2 separate regions of the Sus scrofa genome follow, and region 1 is linked to region 2. The links are chromatin contacts, called in public HiChIP or PLAC-seq maps. All regions are on one chromosome and are shown on one strand. The core of a region is the stretch at or near the end of the contact, and the rest is flanking DNA. Distances in the headings are between cores, read along the strand shown. Region 1 has its middle 380 kb from the start of RUNX1. Region 2 has its middle 140 kb from the start of RUNX1.

Region 1 (5,161 bases), core at 265-2,764, 240 kb after region 2:
AAGGGGAAAAAAAATACTTGGACCACTTGGATATTCTGAGGAAATGTGCTTGGGGAGGAGTCTCCCTTTATGAAGTAGTTAATATTACAAACTTAAAAAAAATATCTTAGCATTCAAAGAAAAAATGTTGATAAATTGGTTAGGGACTAAAACCAAGGATTTTTGAGAATCTTGTTACTGAGAAAGGAGGGAAAAAAAGGTATCTTGCTTGGGATTATGGAAAGACATCAAACTGGTAAAAACTGGGAATTAATTCCTTTTTTGCCATTTTAAGTTGCTTACCAACGTGTCACCTATCCTCTTGGTGGTTCAGAGCTCATTCTGGAGAAACAAAGTGCTTTAAGGATGCTGTGTTCTCCATGCAGGAATTGTATACAGTCTAGCAGTGAGCCTCCACGTAGAGATGCACGCGTGAACCCTGCCCTGAAATGAAGGGCGCTAGCCTGGAGTACACACACACACACACACACACACACACACACACACACACACACACACACACACACACACATTTAGGTAACACTCTGAGCCATATGTTGCCTAGAGATTTCCACTTTCCATAAGCTAATCTCAACTAAAAGGTAGGTAGAGCCTCATCAGAAAAATCAATGTTCACTGACTAAAGCAGTTTTGTGTTCAGTTCTAAGACTCCAGAAAGAGATCTCCTGGCCCCAGACCTTGCTAGCCAGTGGGGGAACAATGACACAAAGCCTTGGGGGTGTCCCCAAGGGACAGCCAGGCTCAGCATTTGCTGTGAAGATAAGTAGCCACTCTGGATATTTGAGGCAGGCAGGACACAGTGCCAGAGACTGGGTTAGGCAGCATTATTCTAAGGAGATCCTTTCTTTTTAGCAAAACCCTTCATTTTGAAATCATTTCAAACTTACATAAAAAATTACAAAAATTGCGCAAAGCGACTCCTTTATACCTTCATTACATTTCCCAACTCTCACCATTTTATCAGTTTTGTTTTGTCATTTTCTATCTTAAGGATCATATGAGAGTAAATTGCAGACAAGATGCCTCTTTACCAAATAGTTCAGTGCCCATTTCCTAAGAAGGACATTCTCTTACATAAGTTCAGTGCAATCAGCAAAATCAGGAAATGATCATTGATATAACACTAGTATCTAACTTTGGAGACAATCTTTTAACTGTCCCTTCTGCACATTTTTTGATTACTGCGTGGGTTTCTGTGCCTTCAGAAGACTGAGACACCTTCCTCCTTAGATGGGTCTTCGGGATTCCCAAAAGGCAGAATCAAACCATCTCCACATCCAGCCTAAAGATTCTCTAAGGAGGTGGCATTCAACTTTCTCAAAGGAAGCACATTTTCAACTCATTCTTTAGTTGAGTCCATTTCTTAAAATTCCCTCTGATGGCAAAAGTTTAAACAGCCAAGCTGCTGCCAGAAAAAGTTGTCTAGCAGTCTTTCCCGTCCCCCTGCCCCTCCCAGCCAGCTTCCTCCCCCTCTCTGTCTGCCCCGTGTCTGACACAGAAGCCACATCAGACACCCGGAGAAGAAGCAGACTCACAGCCTGTCAACACGTCCTGCGCTGCCTGACTCTCAGCATGGTGGTTGCAGGGGGTCAGGAACAGACAAGATGCTTCCAACACGGGGACCATTTAATCCGACACTATTTGCATCCACAGAAGGCACAAAGCCCACTCCATGGTGGCCAGGTGATGGGAATTAGGCATGAGCCCTGGTAAGAATCCTAAGTGCCCTCCTGACTGACAAGGATCGCCCCCTCCTTAATTTGGGTTTTGCCATTGGAAGGCTCAAAATACCTGGCAACAAATAACTTCAGCTGTTAATCTGGGATTTTCATTTTAAAAGGATTTTTGAGCCTTTATATGCAGATGTTGAAATCATTTCAACATGCTTCCCCCTAACAGAGTTCAGTGTAATAGAAAAACATTACTTCCAGCAGGCTTTTCACGCTTGGTAACCGACACACTTTGGAACTTGGTGCCTGGGATGGCCTGTTAACCAAGTACAACCATGTGATTTTTCTAATGAGACTTCTGATCCATCCAGAAATATGAACGGATGAACAATCTAATGACCCGTTCCTGGAACATGTGCTTTTCCAGAACTTTCTCACAGTCTAAGACAGTTTTCTTCCGTTAACAAAAGATGTAACATTGAACATTTTCTGGCTTTTAAAAAACCCAAAAAAACAGAACAAAGAATCTGAAAGAAGTTAAGTGTACATAAAACATTTTAATGATGGTTTTGTTTATGTCTAGTTAAAAATGAGGACAGGAGGCTAGGGGTTTCCTTGTAACAGCAGCCCAGGCATTACCTGGGAGTTGTTACCATGGAGATTCTCAGGCTCCACCCCAGACCTTCCCAGTCAGAATCTGGGTTCTAACATGGTGCCCCAGGGATCTGCAAGCACTTCACAGTTTGAGAAGCAGTGTGACGGACACGTGTGCCATCCCAGCAAAGATGCGGAGTAGGCTGAAAGAAATGCTTGCAGAGTGATCAGACCACAAAGAAGCTTCCTGGAAGGGATGGGGGCATGTAGTCTCTGAAAGACTAAGTGACTAATATTCCACTTGATTTTTTCCAAAAGAGGGTAGCCAGACGGAGCAAATAAAAATACAGGACACTCAGTTAAAATTACATTTTAGATCAATATTGAATAATTTTTCTAGTAGGTCCCCTGCAACATTTGGACATACTTGTAATAAAAAATTATATATCAGGGAGTTCCCATAATGGCTCAGTGGAAACGAATCTATGATCAGATCCATGAGGACGGAGGTTCAATCCCTGGCCTTGATCGGTGGATTAAGGATCTGGCATTGCCATGAGCTGTGGTGTAGGTCACAGATGTGGCTTGGATCTGTCATTGTTGTGACTGTGGTGTAGTCCAGCAGCTATAGCTCTGATTCGACCCCTAGCCTGGGAACCACTATATGACATGAGTGAATCCCTAAAAAGCAAAAAAAAAAAAGGACAAACATATATCAAAAATCCAAAAATATAATTGGGCATTTTCTGTTTTTGTCCAGAAACCCTTTGCAGAGTCTCTAGATCAAAAATAAATAAATAAATAAATAAATAAAATTTCCACATGGCTTATTTGTAAACTGGGCTGATGATAAATACCTTTATCATTTCCAAAATCCTTGAAGTGCATTTTTAGTTATAGAAACACATTCAAAACTTTTAAAAGAAATGACATCTAAATATCATAATAATCTAAATGACAGTTTTCTTCAAGAACATGAAAATCGCAGATTCTAACACCGTTACCTTTTAATTAATCTTTTCCATCAGAACCAGAGGATAGTCTAAATCAACCTCCTTTTCACATTTGATATTCTTACTTCCTCATTCTCATTTAGAGATGGCCACAGAATGGGACTAAAGAGTTGGACTCTTTCTTTACCTGGTAGTGTTTACAGTTTGTTTGCTGATTCAAAACTGCAGGTTCTGTTTCTGGGAACTAGCATAGTGTGTGGTTCTGTGGCCTTAAAATTGTCAAGAGGAAAAACCAGCACTTAGGCCTGTCTGATTTACTCCGAAACTACTGCTTATCAGAAATGAGATCCACATGGAATTACCTTAAGTTCTTCCTTCTGCCCTTTATTCCATAGTTAACTCTTCACATCAACTGGAAATAAAAAGAAGCATCCTTTTTTCCATATATAATGATTTTTATTTTTTTCATTATAGCTGGTTTACACTGTTCTGTCAATTTTCTACTGTACATAATGGTGACCCAGTTACACATACATGTATACATTCTTTTTTCTTACATTATCATGCTCCATCATAAGTGATTAGATTTAGTTCCCAGCGCTACACAGCAGGACCTCATTGCTTATCCATTATCCATTCCAAAGGCAATGATCTGCATCTGTTAACCCAAGTTCCCAATCCATCCTGCTCCCTCCCCCTCCCCCTTAGCAACCACAAGTCTACTGTCCAAGTCTATGATCTTCTTTTCTGTGGAAAGGTTCCTTTGTGCCTTATATTAGATTCTAGATATAAGTGATATCATATGGTATTTGCCTTTCTCTTTCCAACTTACTTCACTCAGGATGAGAGTCTCTAGTTCCATCCAGCTTGCTGAAAATGGCATTATTTCATTTTTTATGGCTGAGTAGTATTCCATTGTGTATATATTCCACATCTTCCTAATCCAATCATCTGTCAATGGACATTTAGGTGTTTCTATTTCTTGATATTGTGAATAGTGCTACAGTGAACAGGTAGGTGCATGTCTTTTTCAAGGAAAGTTTTGTCTGTATATATGCCCAAGAGTGGGATTTCTGAGTCATATGGTTGTTCTGTGTATAGCTTTCTAAGGTACCTCCATACTGTTTTCCATAATGGTTGTACCAGGTTACATTCCCACCAACAGGGCAGGAGGGTTCCCTTTTTCTCCACACCCTCTCCAGCATTTGTTATTTGTGGACTTATTAATGATGGCCATTCTGACTGTTATGAGATGGTATCTCATGGTAGTTTTGACTTGCATTTCTCTAATAATCAGTGATGTTGAGCATGTTTTCATGTGCTTGTTCCGAGAAAGCCAAGTGAAGCCAATAGTTATTCTCCTCTGCCTCCATTTTGTGAAAAATAATTTTTAAAGACAAAAGAGCCCTTCTGAATGTAAGTTTTCCTAATAGAATTTGATGAACCTCACTAATAAAACAGTAAACTTTTCTCTCCTTAGTGATTTTTTTTTCATTTTTAAAAATGTTATTGCAGTGTAGTTGTTTTACAATGTTGTGTTAAGCTCTGCTGTCCAACGAAGTCATTTGGTTATATATACACACATCCATTATTTTTCAGATTCTTTCCCATATAGGTGACAATGATTTATATTTGAGTTTTTTCTCCCTTCCTTCCTTTCTTTCTCTTTTTCTTTCTATCTCTTGTTTTTTCTTTTTTTCTTTCTCTTTCTTCCTTTCCTTTTCTCTGTTTCCTTCCTTCTTTCCTTCCTCCTGTGCTTCCTTTCTTTCTATTTTTTTGAATCTTTTTCTCTTCCTTGCTTTTTTGTATCTAAAAATCATCTGTTTCTCCCAGGTGCCTGAGACCAGAGCTCATCTATTTTATCTTGCTGGGATCCAGGCAGTTAAGCGCTAATTCGGAAGAATACTACTTCCTGTGATGTGAAGGCTGCTAGTAGCCAGAGGA
Region 2 (5,258 bases), core at 272-2,771:
TCTGCATATTTACTAGTAGAGCTAATTCACTGTAGCACTGGGAGGGTGGAATGTCCCAAAATGGGGAAAGAGGATGAACTTGGTGTACACAGGAGTGTGGAAAAGAGGTAATATGGCAGATCTCTGGCTTAGAAAGGCTTTCTTGCAAGGCTGGCCCTTGGCTGACATCTGGAAACTTGGAGTTTGGTAGTGTTTTCATCATTCTCTAACTGATAAGGATAGTTTATTTACTGTGCCTAAACTACTTGTACACACCATGTGATTTATGCTTTCCTTTTGGGAATCTAGCATTTTCGTATGTGTGGGGGAGAGACTATCTACAGTAAAAATCCTGGGTGCTGAGTCCCTAATGAGCTTCCTTGGTGGACAACTTTTCACGTCTGTTATCCCAATTTGATGCTGGAGAAATTAAGCCTGTCGTATGTGATTCCAATGAGAGAGGACTCTTAGAAGGTTGTGCCTGCTTTCCTCTTGACTTTACTTCATGTGCCTTTTCTCTTTGCTAATTTTTCTTGGTATTTTTTTTTCTCACTGTAATAAATTGTAGCCATGAGTATGTCTATCTGCTGAGTCTTATGAGTCTTTCTGGTGAAACATTGTACCTAGGGATGGTTTTGGGGATTCCTGATACAACATGTATTCTTATTTTATGGAATTCATATCATATACTTGGAGAAAGAAGATAGAATGGGCAAAAAAGTTGGGTTAAATGCTAAAGGCATAAAGAAATAAGAGAGGGATGCACGACATATGGGCTTAAGAGAAAGATCACCAGGTGCTGAAACCTCAGGCAGGTTTCATTCAACTGCCTTAACTCTTTTTTTTTGGTATTTTTATGACTTTCTGTTTATACCCATTCTTTACAGGTAACCCCAAGAATTTAAGCACTTTCAAATACATTCCTGAATATCAGAGTTCCCTGTTGGCTCATCATATTAAGGATCCAGCATTGCCACTGCCGTAGCTTGGGTTTGATCCCTGGTCTGGGAACTTCCAAAAGCAATGGGCATGGCCTAAATAAAATAATAAATCAATTCCTGGTAATGACTTAATTCTCTGTCTTCCTAAATTTTTTTCTGTACTTAGCACTGTAGCAATTCACAAAAATACACATTAATTGTCTTTAAATTTCTCAAGATTATTTCATCATTCAATAAATATTTATTGAGCACAGATGTTTTATCATTCCCCAGGTACTATGGTAGTCACTGCTGATTCAAAGATAACTAAAATAAAGCCCTCTCTTGTCCTCAAGGGACTCACTCAAAGGAAGAAAGATGCCAAAGGAAAAGCAGGCAAAAGGACCTTGGTCAGATCACAGTTATGCAATTGCATGTAAGTCTCAGGAGTTTTCTGGCCATCTGAAGCATCATATGCTCTGCCACAGCCATGCTCCCAACAGGTGATCATAGAAAACTGTTAGGTGAGTCAGCACAGGGAAAATGCTGGGGATTCCTGAAATAGCACTGAGTCATGAATCACTGATACCCTGGCTCAGTCCACGAAGCAACTGGAAATGAATAAGCAAAGAAAGTGAACTAATGGTTAGAGGATGGAAATACCCTAAGGGACATTTGTTGAGTCAGTAAAAGAACGTGGAAAAGTTCTACAATCATAGATTCAGATGGAATGAAATAAGAGAAAAAGAGTGTTTTCCAACAGCTTGATCCCCAATTGGAAATTTCTGGCAAATTCCATTCCTCTGGGTTCTTTGGGGAATTGAAGAAAAGAGGGAGAGAGAGGAATAAAATATTGTTCTGATCACAGCAGATTCTAGATTTACATGGTATGAAAATACATAGTACACAGCCAGTGTTTGATGCATGATTTGGGGTTGAGTTGTGAAAGGTAAATTGTAACATAAAGGAAATGAGAACTTCTACATAAGAAAACAACCCTGAGAAACTGCTGGGAGGAAAAATGGGCCTTGGAGGTTGTAAATTAACAAAATAAACATGGATCTTTTTAAACTCTAAATGGGAATTCATATGCACACTTTCTTTCAAAATATTGAGCCTTGGCAAGGTTGAGAGAAAGATCAAAGGGACACTAGACGTTGATAAGTACTGTTTAGTGGAACCTCCCACTAAATTTGGAACTTCACAAATTTTGTGTAAGATAGTTTCTGAAAAATATAACCAGATTTTCCATTGATTCCCAGTGCAAAATCAAAACCAAGGATGTGTGTTTTTTTTTTTTTTAGAAAACCAAAATCTTTCATTTATGTGAAAACCCTATTTAGAAACACAGCAAACCTTTAAAAACACACTTGGAGGGAAAAAAATATTTCTAACAGAACACCATTTTTCAAAATCATTACCATAATGGTAGCATGTTAAGTTAAAAAAATGTTGATTTGGCTTAAATATGTTTATATATTTCAGTTAAATGACGTCAGCCTTGAATACTGACAAGTCCTTTTGGGAAACTCACATTGTCTTCATATTCAGCATAGGAGTTTTTCATTTGTCCTGCTTTCTTCATTTATGAGTCTATTTCTATATATTTCCCTTTAGTATCTGTACCTGTTTAGCAGCCCTGACATAGAGACAAGGTTGAACTTTAATATGGCCACAAAGCTGATAACCATTGGTTGGGCACTGGAATTCCCATTCAAGCTTCATGCTAAGCTGGAGCATCTTACTCTGTTTAATTTTCTCTGCACGATCCACGGGGGTTTATCTCATCCTCATTTTATGGGTAAGGGAAGTAAAGGTTGAAATGTCCACTTGTGCCTCACTTATGGAGAAGGCTCCTTAGCTCTAGACATGAGCTGGATTCTAAGATGGCCCTGCCACCAGGAAAGGGTGCTTCACACTGGGCCCATCCCAATGGTGTCTGCCAGGCCAGCCTAGGATGTTTCACTGCTGGGCCATTGCCTAGAACTGTTCATTCTCAGTGTTTGGAAGGCCACTGAGGGACTCATCCAGCCACACCAAATGCATGACGTCCTAGGATGTTACTGCCTTTCGGAAAGCGGAAGCAGCCTGGCAACCTGGCCAGGATGTGAGTATAAACCAGGACTGGGTGATGATAGCTTCTCCATAGATTCACCCACAGATGCTGTTCAGTAAAGGTATGTTTGGCAGTATCATCATGCAGATTTGGCAACTCCTGGATATCACATCTGCCTCCAAGAAGGGCATCTGGAGAAAAATGCTGATGACAACACCTTGGGTTTTATTTCTGTATTTCACAGATTCTTCCATTTGCCCCATAGATATCAATCAATAGAGACTGAATACAGTGTTTGCGGCTATGAGGAAAAGCTTTGTGCCTGCGAAGCACACCCTGTCAAAGCAAATGAGGATAATGTCGAGGGAAATACTGTCTTTCTGGAAAGTGTTTGCTCTTCACAGAGATTTGTGGCTGAATCTTGCCATTCCTGTGAAGTAAGACATTTTCTCAAGTCTCATCACCTTTCTGAGACCACGAGTAATTCAGGAAGCTATAGGTTTAATAATTCATAGGCTCTGATCATCCCGTCTTGTCCCTTATATTTTCAGTCATCAACAATGAGTAAGCAGGATGTCCTTGACCCTTCTTGGAGGAAGAGCATCATTTTTTTCCCTTTACTTCATGGACTTAGATTCTTTTCCTGTCTCAGTGAATAAAGCTCATTTGCTCAAGGCAGACACATAAGGGGATCTTAGCTGTCCACTCTTCCCTTTGTCCCCCCAATCTGTCACCTGGTTCTGCCCCCTGTGACTTCCAAGCCTCCACCTCATCCCCTATTCCTCTCCCCCCCCACAGGTCTCCCCTGGTCCAGCCAGCTCAGGTGGTTGGAAGGACCTCTTAAACCGTCCAACCTCAATGATGCTTCTGGTCACTCTTTCCGAAAGGAAACTACGACCGCATCTTCTCTTGCTTAGAACTGTTCAAGGTTCCTCTGGCCAAAGGGTAGGCTCACCTTTTTGCCTGTCAGAGAAGCTATGCATCTAGTACCCTCATTCTTTGAGTTCAGCTTGTATTTATTAGGCACTGGCTGTGTGTCAGGCACTGATCTAGATGCTAGAGATACAGGAGGGGGCAATGGCCACCTCTCACGATACCTTCATTCTATTGAGGAGAGATGGACAATAAACAAAATATTTGTGTGTGTCTGTGTGTGTGTTGGGCACACACACCTATATGGAAATGTACGTTTGGAAAGTGACTTGTGGAAAAGGTATAGAAAATGACTTTGAGAAAAATCAAGCAGAACAGAATTTTAGGGCATGATGGGGAGGGGATCATTTAAACAGGGGGATTGAGGAAATCCTCATTGAGACAGTGGCATTTTGACAAGGACGTGAGCTTGTCAAAATGCCTGCAAAGCATATACCCTGCAAAGCAAATGACGATACTGTCGATGAAGTGGGAGGTACCACTTCAACCCCATTTTACAGATGGAGAACCTCATGCTCCAAGCTCAGCTAGAAAGTGATGGAGTTGAGATTTGAACACAGGCGGTCTGGCTTGGAGCCTCCACTTGCCATAGCTACATCACAGTGCATTTCTGGGCTTTCCAGATTCAGGTTGTAGGCCCACTGAATGATGTACAGTGATGTGTAAGGCCCCTTTCCTACCTCTGAAACAAGGTATCATCACTAGCATCTACTTTGCATTGACATAGTAGAGAAAGTGACTTTTTAAACGAAGTTCTTTCAGTGACTAGGTAATATCCAAGGGAAACTTGACAGCAGGCACTGGACAGAAGGGGTAATCAAAATATGAAAGGAAAAGTATCTGAAGAGAAAGTGGATAACTCTGCTGGAGGAAAACAATAATAAAGATTTTTTTTTTTTTTTTGGTTCTTGTTTGCTTTTTTAAAGTGAGGAAATATTGGGAAAACTGCAGTTGAAAAAGAATTGAAGCTGGCACAAAGGAAGCAATATTTTAGATTGCAAATTAAATTTGTCTTTTAATCAAATATCTAAAAACCTTTAAACCCACCCTGGAGCCAAGAAGGAATAAACTAAATCATAACAGAATTCTTAGACCTGGAGAATGTGTTACTTTCAGCAAGTGGCTACTTTCAAGCTGAAATGAAACATCTGAAGAACTTAAAAGGAAAAATATGATGAGGAAATAAATCTGCTTTTCACACTGTCTGCCACTCTCCCCAATCTCCTCCCCCCCAAAAAAAAAGAGGGAATAATTCTTCCACTGCCTCATGAGGGGGACACAGTCTTTGGTGATTTCTTTGCCTTAGAATACTATCTACCTAATCAAACTGTACCTCTGACCACAGGGCTGATTGCAGTGTTAAAAAAGCA

Evidence for each region. HiChIP or PLAC-seq counts read pairs in DNA pulled down with a chosen protein or histone mark.
Region 1: an H3K27ac HiChIP or PLAC-seq map of alveolar macrophages shows a contact between it and region 2. The contact joins two enhancer-like sites. A contact is called at or near these places in 2 of 47 Hi-C or Micro-C datasets (heart right ventricle and skeletal muscle) and 1 of 2 datasets of contacts at active chromatin or transcription factors (alveolar macrophages).

What each region holds. Positions count from the first base shown.
Region 1 is chr13:199,009,722-199,014,882 of Sscrofa11.1, forward strand. No RefSeq gene overlaps it. Among named protein-coding and RNA genes, the nearest start is that of RUNX1, 380 kb to the left of the region's middle. Within about 2 kb of position 1,515, at least 7 of the 83 cell types and tissues checked have an H3K27ac peak or open chromatin away from gene starts, as enhancers often do. A contact at or near this core is called in alveolar macrophages, where this site is marked.
Region 2 is chr13:198,769,505-198,774,762 of Sscrofa11.1, forward strand. No RefSeq gene overlaps it. Among named protein-coding and RNA genes, the nearest start is that of RUNX1, 140 kb to the left of the region's middle. Within about 2 kb of position 1,522, at least 8 of the 83 cell types and tissues checked have an H3K27ac peak or open chromatin away from gene starts, as enhancers often do. A contact at or near this core is called in alveolar macrophages, where this site is marked.